2 separate regions of the Mus musculus genome follow, and region 1 is linked to region 2. The links are chromatin contacts, called in public HiCAR-type maps. All regions are on one chromosome and are shown on one strand. The core of a region is the stretch at or near the end of the contact, and the rest is flanking DNA. Distances in the headings are between cores, read along the strand shown.

Region 1 (4,371 bases), core at 935-3,434, 36 kb before region 2:
TTTAAAATTCAGAAAGTAAGTGGGCTCCCTGGAATTCTCTGTCAAAGTCCATTAGTAGTAACGAGTCATTTGCTGAAGATTTATATTCATAATGTCACAGGCAGTAACGGGCAGAACACACATCTAGGCTGAGCTCTTAGACTGGGAACCTTTCCCATGAACACATTTAAAAACTTAGAAAATGAGATCGTGTGCTTATCCCAGACAACCAAGAATACGTCTCAGAATCCAGTGAGATGGCACATGCTAAGGGTTTCTGTGAAGTTTAAAATACTCAGTGCCCTTCTGGTAATAATAAAGTTAGTTCTCAGATTAACCTCATTAACGATATGTTCGAGGAACCATAACATCCCATAACATCCCATGTACAGAGCAGGAGCCAGAGGAGGGGACACACGGCTTGCCCAGCCCTCCTTTAGGAGCTGTGGTGGCAGAACCAGTCCCACGACTGATAGAGGGGTTGCTCTCAGAGTTTCTAGGCATGCACAGTAAACACTTCCCTTTTCGACTTTCATGGATTCAGGTTTCTTTGTAAATCATCTCTTGTTACTAGCTAGTTATCTTGTAGAAACCTCTGTTTCTGGCCATAGGCCATCCTTCAAGTGTGGATTCAAGTTATCTCCCAGAATCTGTAGGGGGTTGGTTACAGAGCTCAACTAGGATTCCAAAATGTTCAGGTTTCTTATATGATTAATATACTATCTTCATATAAGCAATGCATACCCCTTACTTTAGGGGTTATTTTAAGTTTATTTTGTATGTATGTGTGGTATGTATGTATGTGTATGTATGTATGCACCACATATGGGACTGGTGCCCTTCGGGGACAGAACAGGACATTGAAGTCCCTACACTGAAATTATGGAAAGTTGTGAGCTGCCATGTGGGTGCTGGGAACCAATTCCAGGTCTTCTGCAAGAATAAGCACTCTTAACTACTGAGCTATCTTTCCCACCCAGCATATGCCTTTATTTTTAAATCCCTCTCCCCCTCGTTTATATGTTAATACGAATACATTTTTCCCCCCATTTCTCGCCTGTGATTGCTTGAATCTGCCAATGTGGAACTCAAGGATACGTTGGGTCAACCATACTTTTATTGTTGTTTTGAGACAATGTCTTGTAATGTAAGCTGTTGCTGGTCTAGTACCCATTACGCAGGCAGGCAAGCCTCCAACTCATATCAACCTTGATTTAACCTCTGAGATTCTAGGATTACAGATCTGTATCAGGTGCAGATCTTTTGATATTTTAAGAGGATTTAGGGAGGGGCATGAGTTAGATCTACCATCCCGAACCATAAATATTGCACAAATGGTAGTTTGACTAAATGATGAGATATACTAAAAACATTCAAAGGAAGTAGACTCTTGAAAAACACCACTTAAGTATGACTAACAGCAGAGAAATGAAGTCACAGCGAGCAATTAGCAGATGTAGAGCAGTGGACCTTCAATACGAAAAGGTGATTCTGCTTGATGCTCACTATCTCAATTGAAGTGAAACCCGATTACATAATGTTGTGTTAGAAGTTACCTAGTGGTTGATCTTGGGCTGATTTAGGGTTGGAGGCACACACAGAGATAGAAGAGGAGGAAGAGGAAGAGGAGAGAGGGGAGGAGGAGGAAGAAGAGGAAGGGTAGTTTTAGAAAGCAAAGAACAACTCTAGTTTGGTTTTATTTATTTATTGACTTATTTTATTTATTTGGGGTTTGTGACAGCAGGCTTCTAGAAGTCAACAGGAGTCTGGTCTCTCTCACCATGTAGATTCCAGTGGGTGAACTCAGATCTTCAAATGTGGTCAATGCCTTTATCCACTGAGCTGTTCTGAGCTCCTTGTTTTAGCTTTAAGGATTTAGTCTGTGATTGTTTCCTAAGGAATGCAGTTTCCAGAAAACATCAGGCTCCCTCAGCTCTCTTTTTTGAGACAGGATCTCACTTTATAGCCTTGGCTGGCCTCGAACTCGAGTCTACTTGCCTGGCTCAACCTCCCCAACACTGGGATTACAGGCGCACCACCTTGACCTTCAGTACCTCAGCTGACCCCAGCCAGATGGGCTAAGGCTGTCGGGCCACCTCAGGTCTCTGGGCAGCCCTTCCAGGAACACGCAGCCCGCCCCCCGGCGCGCGGCCGCCGATTGGCCAGGACCGGACCGGGCGTGACGTCAGGCCCCGCCCCGCCGCCCTTCGACCCCGCCCCGCGGGGTGGGCTGGCAGTTTAGTCTAGGGCAGCTGAAACCGGTTTGAGAGGCGGCTGTAACTGGGCTCCTTGCTTCCTCGGGCCACCTAAGGGAGCGCTGGCGAGGCGCTGACGCTCGGCTCCGTCGGCCGCGGCCCAGGCTCTCGGCGCGGCCCGGAGCGGCAGGTGAGGGGGGCCGGCGGTGCGGGCGGGCGCTCACGCGGAGGGGCGGGCGGGCGGGCGGCCTGGTGTTCCGGAGCCGCGGTGCGGCTGGAACCCCGGCTGCCACGCGCGGCTGCGGTCCCACTGAGCGGCGTGACCCAGGACAGCCACGGAAATCCCGGGCGGAGAATAGGGGAACAAAGAAAACGGCGGAGCTGGAGCCCAAGCCCTCGGTGCCTCCCTTCCTCCGCGCCCCCTCAGTCACCTCGCGCCCGCACTGGTGACTCGCGCGGTTTTGACAGCTGCTTCTTTCCCCAAAGTGCCTAGAAATTAGTGCCCGCGAAAGAAACTCCGGGTGACAGTACAGCCGGGCGGGGGGAACCCAGGGCTTTGTGTAGCTCCTCGTCCGTGCCCTCGGTGACGTTTTAGGGCTGCGGTCCCCTTGGCGTCGCCGGCTTGGAGGCAGTGGCTGCCCCGTGCTGCTTCATCTGCCGGGTCCGGCCAGAAGCCCGAGGGCTTGGAAGCCTGGAGTTTGCCGGTTTCTAGCGATTCTCTGACTCTGCAAGCAGCAAGCATGGTCGGGTCTAGAGTCCCCTCTTATACTCCTGTCCCCTGCCACTCTGGGTCTCCTGCCCACTTAACTCTGCCCTTCAAGCTGCTGCCTGCTACATTTCTAACACAATAAGGAAAAGAATAAATACAAGCTGTCAGCCTCCCCTCTCTCCCAAATTGCTCAGTGTTCTAGAAACACACAGCACAAAATAAAACTGGTAAACCCCATGCAGTGGCTTACATACTAGGGGAAATCAGTGTTCTAAACAAAATTTAAATCTGTAAAGAGAGATACAGGAAATTTGCACCCGGAGAACTGGTAAACACAAGAAAACTGAATAATATTTGGTGTGTATAAAAAGTTGGTGGGTGAGTCAACTATTTGTATATAATAAAAACGTGTAATAAATGCATATGAAAATGATATCAACACGAAATGAAAAGCATTTGTAAAAAATCCCACTGCATGTCTAAAGATGATGAGATGTTAATTTGGCTTAAGGACTGTCCAAAGGCTAATGCCTTTGCTTAATGAAAAACCCATTCTTGTCTGCATATGTTTGATTAAAATATTAGCTGAAAGTATATGGAGGTCTGAGAAATGGGGCCATAGTGATCCCCCCACTAACACGGGCAGACATCAGTGTGGTCACTTAACCTGCTTCTTAATTATAGGATATTCTGAGAATCTGCTAGAATCGAGGAGAATTAGAAACAGCTTTTTTTTTCTTTGAAAAGTTTTAAAGGAAAACACAGATGTTCTTTTTTGGCCAGAAATATGTGCTTTAGCTAAAAATACCCACTTTCAGTTCAGCTGTAAGCTAAATGTTTCTGTCCCTTTGGGGTTAGCTTAAATTTCCAGTATGTTTCTCAAGCTGATAAACCAGCTAGGTCTGAAACTAGCTAGGTCCACAGTTGAAAACATTCAGCAAAAAAGAATAAACTTTTTTGTCAGGAGGAACTGTGAAAAGTTTTGATGTCAGTAAGTTATGGTGGGTGACATTTAAAAACTCCTTGAGTCTTTTAACAAACTTCAAATGGGCCAGACACAGGCTGCAATGCACACTTTTTTTTTAAACAAAAAAACAAAAAACAAAAAAAACCAAAAAAACAGCCAGGGCGTTGAAGTGAGATCCAGCCTCAAAAATAAGTAAGCAAATTAAATTAACAGCTCAAATTTACCTAAACGTGCTGTGTAGTATATATCTTTAGGTAGTACAAATTGGGAATTGCATTGGGAAAGGAATTACCAAAGCCAAAACAACAAACTCCGTAGTGAGGCGGTAGGTGAGCTGGTTATCTGTCTCAGCCGGGTGTGCAGTTACTAGCAGTTTTTACTCTTACCTTTTATGTGTATCTGAAAGACCTCCTTCATCCAAGTTGGGATATTTTTGTTTGTTTAGCAGAAGAATAAAGGTAGATGTAAACTTTGAGATCCTCAGTAGAACAGGTACTTTCTAAAACACTGTTACTGCTGTT
Region 2 (4,169 bases), core at 1,293-3,792:
GTATTCTTTCTGTAAACAACTTTAGATTGTTGAGATAGAGACAGGGATCTCTTCCAGTTTGTACTAACAGATAAAAAGAAAACTATTGTGAAAATGTTTCTAAGTGAAGAATAAATACCTTTTGGTATTTGTATTTAGATTTATAATGAAGATTTACATGTAAATAACAGAATAATACCTATATGAGTGTTTTGCCTGCGTGTGTGTGAGTGCACTGTTTGTGTGTCTGGTTTCCTTAGAGGCCAGAAGGTGTCAGATCCTGTACACTTGGAGATACAACTATTCGAGAATCATTATGTGGGTGCTGGGAACTAAACAGATATTTTGAAAGAGCAAAAAAATAAATAAGAGCTTTAAACCTCTTGCGCATGCACACAATGCCCCACCACTCTCCCCACTTTGTGATCACTCTTGCTGTCTAAAAAAAAAATAGCAGAAGATGGCTTAAATTTAGTTCAGCCAGGCTGGTCTTGAACTTAGGGGGTCCCCTGCTTCTGTTTCTCAAGGGTTGCAGTTATTACAGGTATGAGCCACCATGCCCCTTCTCTCCTTTCTTGAGATAAAAAGTTCCTAATGCTTGGTTTTACTTTAGAAACAATGCTAGTAGAAGGTAGTGATTTTATTTAACTCTCATTGCATTTTAGTATCTTTGGGGGTGGGGGAGTTGCTGGCACTGTCTACATGTGGAGGTCAGAGGACAACTTGGAAATTGGTACCCTACTTCCATCATGTGAGTCTTGGAAAGTAAACTCAGGTTATCAGACTTGGTGCCAAGTACATCTACCCACAGAATTATCATCTGGCTGCCTCTATATGACACTTAAAAAATATATCAGTACTTGTATGAAGTACCATATTGAAATAAATTATTCTATACTTTAAAAGAAAAACAAACATAAACGATTATATTAAATTTTTTCTTTTATCCAATCATTGTTTATTTTTTGTCCTCCACCAGAGAAACTCAGGCTCTACACTTAAACTGGGGTGGGGGATGAGAGGGCATCTTATTTTATTTCTTCCCACAGTTTTTCACAATGGCTTTCACTTCCCAAAGTAATTTAAACTGTTAGTGCCACTTATCTTTAATCTCAGCACTTGTGCGTTGAGGGTAGGTTGGATCTCTGTGAATTCATGGCCAGATAGGGCTGCACAGACAGATCCTGTATCAAAAAAATTAATACATCGTTTTGTCTTCTATTTGAAAGGATATACTAATCCAGGGGCATACTGATCCATAGTTGATAATCTGTAGCTAGTTTTAGTTTATTGTTGCTAATTAAGCAGCATCTTGGTAAAGTTCTCTTTCAGATGTGTGACTATGTAAAATAAACCATTTTAACTAAGGAAATGTGACTTCATGTGTATGGGGAATTACAAGGAAATAGTGTAGTTCCCTTTTAGAAAAGTATGGTATTTTTAAAAGAGTTTTAATTTGCATGTATGTATGTATGTGTGTGTGTGTGTGTTTGTGTGCACATGCATGCACATCATGTGCATTCCTCCCCTGCTGAGGCAAGAAAAGAGTGACAGAGTTGTAGATGGTTCTGAGTGACCTGACTTGTGAGCTGGGAACTGAACCTGGCTTCTCCACAAGAGCAGCGAGTACTCCTAACTCCTTATGCTCAGGTGACTGCAGGAGCAGAGCGCGGAGGCTCTGTAGTGCATTCTTCCCCTCATTTCTTCCTGACGCTCTGTTGTGTAGCTGTAATAGAGAGAGAGTCTTGTGCTCCTGCTCAGTGCACAGACAGGGGCATTGCCCTGAAGGCTCTCTCACTGTTTTTTAGTGCTGTGAGTGTTTGCAAATGGATGGGAATACCTCAACACACATCTTTTTATTTGGCCAGGAAAAAGTTGTACTTTTGTAAAACAGAAAGTTGTAAGAGACCAGTTAACCATGTTGGAGAAGTTTGAAGCGAGATATTCATGAAGTGGTTTTATTGTACAAAATTATAATGGCTTTGTGTACAAAATTATAATTTTACCTTAAAAAATTTTGATCTGTGATGAGAAATGTGTTGTCTGCTTCCTTGCTTCCTTTTCTTCTGTCAGGGCGCAGCATTTGTAGAATTTGATGTCCACCTTTCAAAGGACTTTGTGCCCGTGGTGTATCATGACCTCACCTGCTGTCTGACCATGAAGAGGGTATGTTGACATCCTTGTAGTTTATGCTTACTGTGATAAGATGTTTGTTTTTATTATTTGTTACAGTTGGTGAATTCACTTGCTTAGTGAATTACTACCGGGTCTTCTTAAGCCTTTATAGTATTCAGAGATAGGTTTGATGGAGTGATTTCCTGGAGTCGGGCAGCAGTGCCACTGGATTTTCTTTTTGATGTTACTGATGAATGGACATGTCAAGTATTTTCTGTATTGGTCCCTTGGTACAGTATTGAGGCAGAAGAGGAAGGTCATTTCCCCATGACTCCCATCTATTTCTGCTTCATATCTTAAATTAATCAGCTGGCACAGCTGGGGTGGAGTGCTGTGGCATCAGTATGCAGAGGCCTTTCAGTCAAGGCAGGCTAGATGGAAGATACAGGAATTTGAGGACTACAGAGCAGTGAGACACAGCTGCAGTAGAACCAGTAAGGAGAGGGGAGCATGTGATGATACAGGGAAGAGTCGCGTGTGGGGTCCTGAAGATTCACTGCTGCTGTTCTTGTGCTCGTCAGTGCTGGCGAGCACGTACACAAAACTGGTATTTTCTAAGGGACTTAAACTAGGTTCAACTTGGATTTTTTTTTTAATTGAATATCATTTTCAGTGATCTGGTTTAAAGTTAGCCAGTTTGCTGCTATTGGACAATAGAATCTGACAGGATAGCTGGCTCTCCCTGCTTAACAGATAGGAGGTTCTAAGAACAGACCCAGATGGGGACCCTTCTGTCTTAGGGGGGCAAAAGGAGAGGATTCATCTACTTTGCTACAAGAGAATGTTACTTCTAACGTAGCTCATTGAAGAGTATTATTGATCCCTTGTTTTCAGCAGACTGTCTTGTGCAGTTGAATCCAAATGAGCTAATGGGGGAATGAAACTAATGAATTGTATATATTTTTATCTTGAGTTTGATTTTTTTTAATTAGCATTTTCATGTAAAAACAATTCACCCATGTCCGTTAAATGCAAGTAGTTCAGAAGATGAAATGAATGACAAATCTTCCTTCCCCTTCCCTTGATCTCATTCCCTTATTCTTAATAGTTTCTTGTGTGTCCTTCCAGAAAAAATTTGTGCATACACAGGTTTGTATCAATGCTCATCAGTGAATATATTTGCGCAATGACTTTTAATGTTGAGTTGATTTATTGGTGGTACCTTAATTCATTTCCTTAAAGAGTGGTACTTCCTACAGTATAACATTTGATATGGCTTTAAAATGTAGATTTGCCTGTGGAGGATACATGCTAGATCATGGTTCTTAAATATTGCTTATAGATAATCAGACACATTTTCATAGAACTGTTTGCGTGTGCACCTGCCACTTTTAGTGTAGTTTAAATATTAAAAGGCTTAGAAAAATTAGAAATTGATTTGCAGCATTAAATTGCTTATAGTACTTGCATGTTGATTTCCTAGGCATGTAGCATGAATCAGTGGCAGATGAAGTGGATACCGACCGCATGAAGGAGGCAGTAATACTAAGAGTAATAAGAGGAACGCCTGGCATCATGCTCTGCCATCGGTGCTTCCTCCCCGTCAGATGCCTCTTTCTTCCAGGCTCTGGCTGCCTACAGTAAAAACAGAAGCTAGGGGCTCAGGGTGTGGCTTTGGCTGTCTGCAGTAAAAACAGAAGCTCAAAGATGAGAGCCTTTGCCCAGCATGTGAAAGGCTGTGGGCTTTTTTGGGACTACAAGGAAAAAAAAAAGCAAAGCTGGAACAGGCGCTCCGGTAGTGGGCCTTTCTGCATGGGGTAATGGTTGATACCTACCAGCTCTCTCATCTTCAGTAAGTTGAGAAGGTAGGTGTATGCAGTGCAAACATTCAAAAATGGTAAAACAGATTTATTTCTCCCCCTTTCTACTAGAAATATGAAGCTGATCCAGTTGAATTGTTTGAAATCCCAGTAAAAGAATTAACATTTGACCAACTCCAGTTATTGAAGGTATTAACAGTGACACAAAATGCAAATATCCCTTCAGCTTTAGTATGGTTTACGTTTGTCTGATTT

The links. HiCAR-type assays count read pairs that join an accessible place to other places.
Region 1: a contact with region 2 is called in a HiCAR-type map of PVALB interneurons, with 2.8 times the contacts expected there. The contact joins the promoter of Gpcpd1 here to the enhancer-like site in region 2. A contact is called at or near these places in 3 of 39 promoter capture datasets (the C10 cell line, fetal liver and macrophages), 2 of 15 datasets of contacts at CTCF or cohesin (CD8 T cells and large pre-B cells), 60 of 484 Hi-C or Micro-C datasets (3T3-L1-derived adipocytes, the 63-12 cell line, the AML12 cell line and 47 more), 6 of 115 datasets of contacts at active chromatin or transcription factors (CD8 T cells, the HPC-7 cell line, PVALB interneurons and 3 more) and 3 of 9 other capture datasets (adipose tissue, liver and pancreatic islet).

Annotation. Positions count from the first base shown.
Region 1 is chr2:132,576,061-132,580,431 of GRCm38.p6, reverse strand. Gpcpd1 (glycerophosphocholine phosphodiesterase 1) reads left to right here and starts at 2,184. Exons shown (of 20, transcript NM_028802.3): 1 at 2,184-2,364.
Region 2 is chr2:132,540,219-132,544,387 of GRCm38.p6, reverse strand. It overlaps Gpcpd1 (glycerophosphocholine phosphodiesterase 1), which reads left to right. Exons shown (of 20, transcript NM_028802.3): 12 at 2,053-2,145; 13 at 4,026-4,103. Among named protein-coding and RNA genes, the nearest start is that of Gpcpd1, 36 kb to the left of the region's middle. Within about 2 kb of position 2,542, at least 5 of the 459 cell types and tissues checked have an H3K27ac peak or open chromatin away from gene starts, as enhancers often do. A contact at or near this core is called in PVALB interneurons, where this site is marked.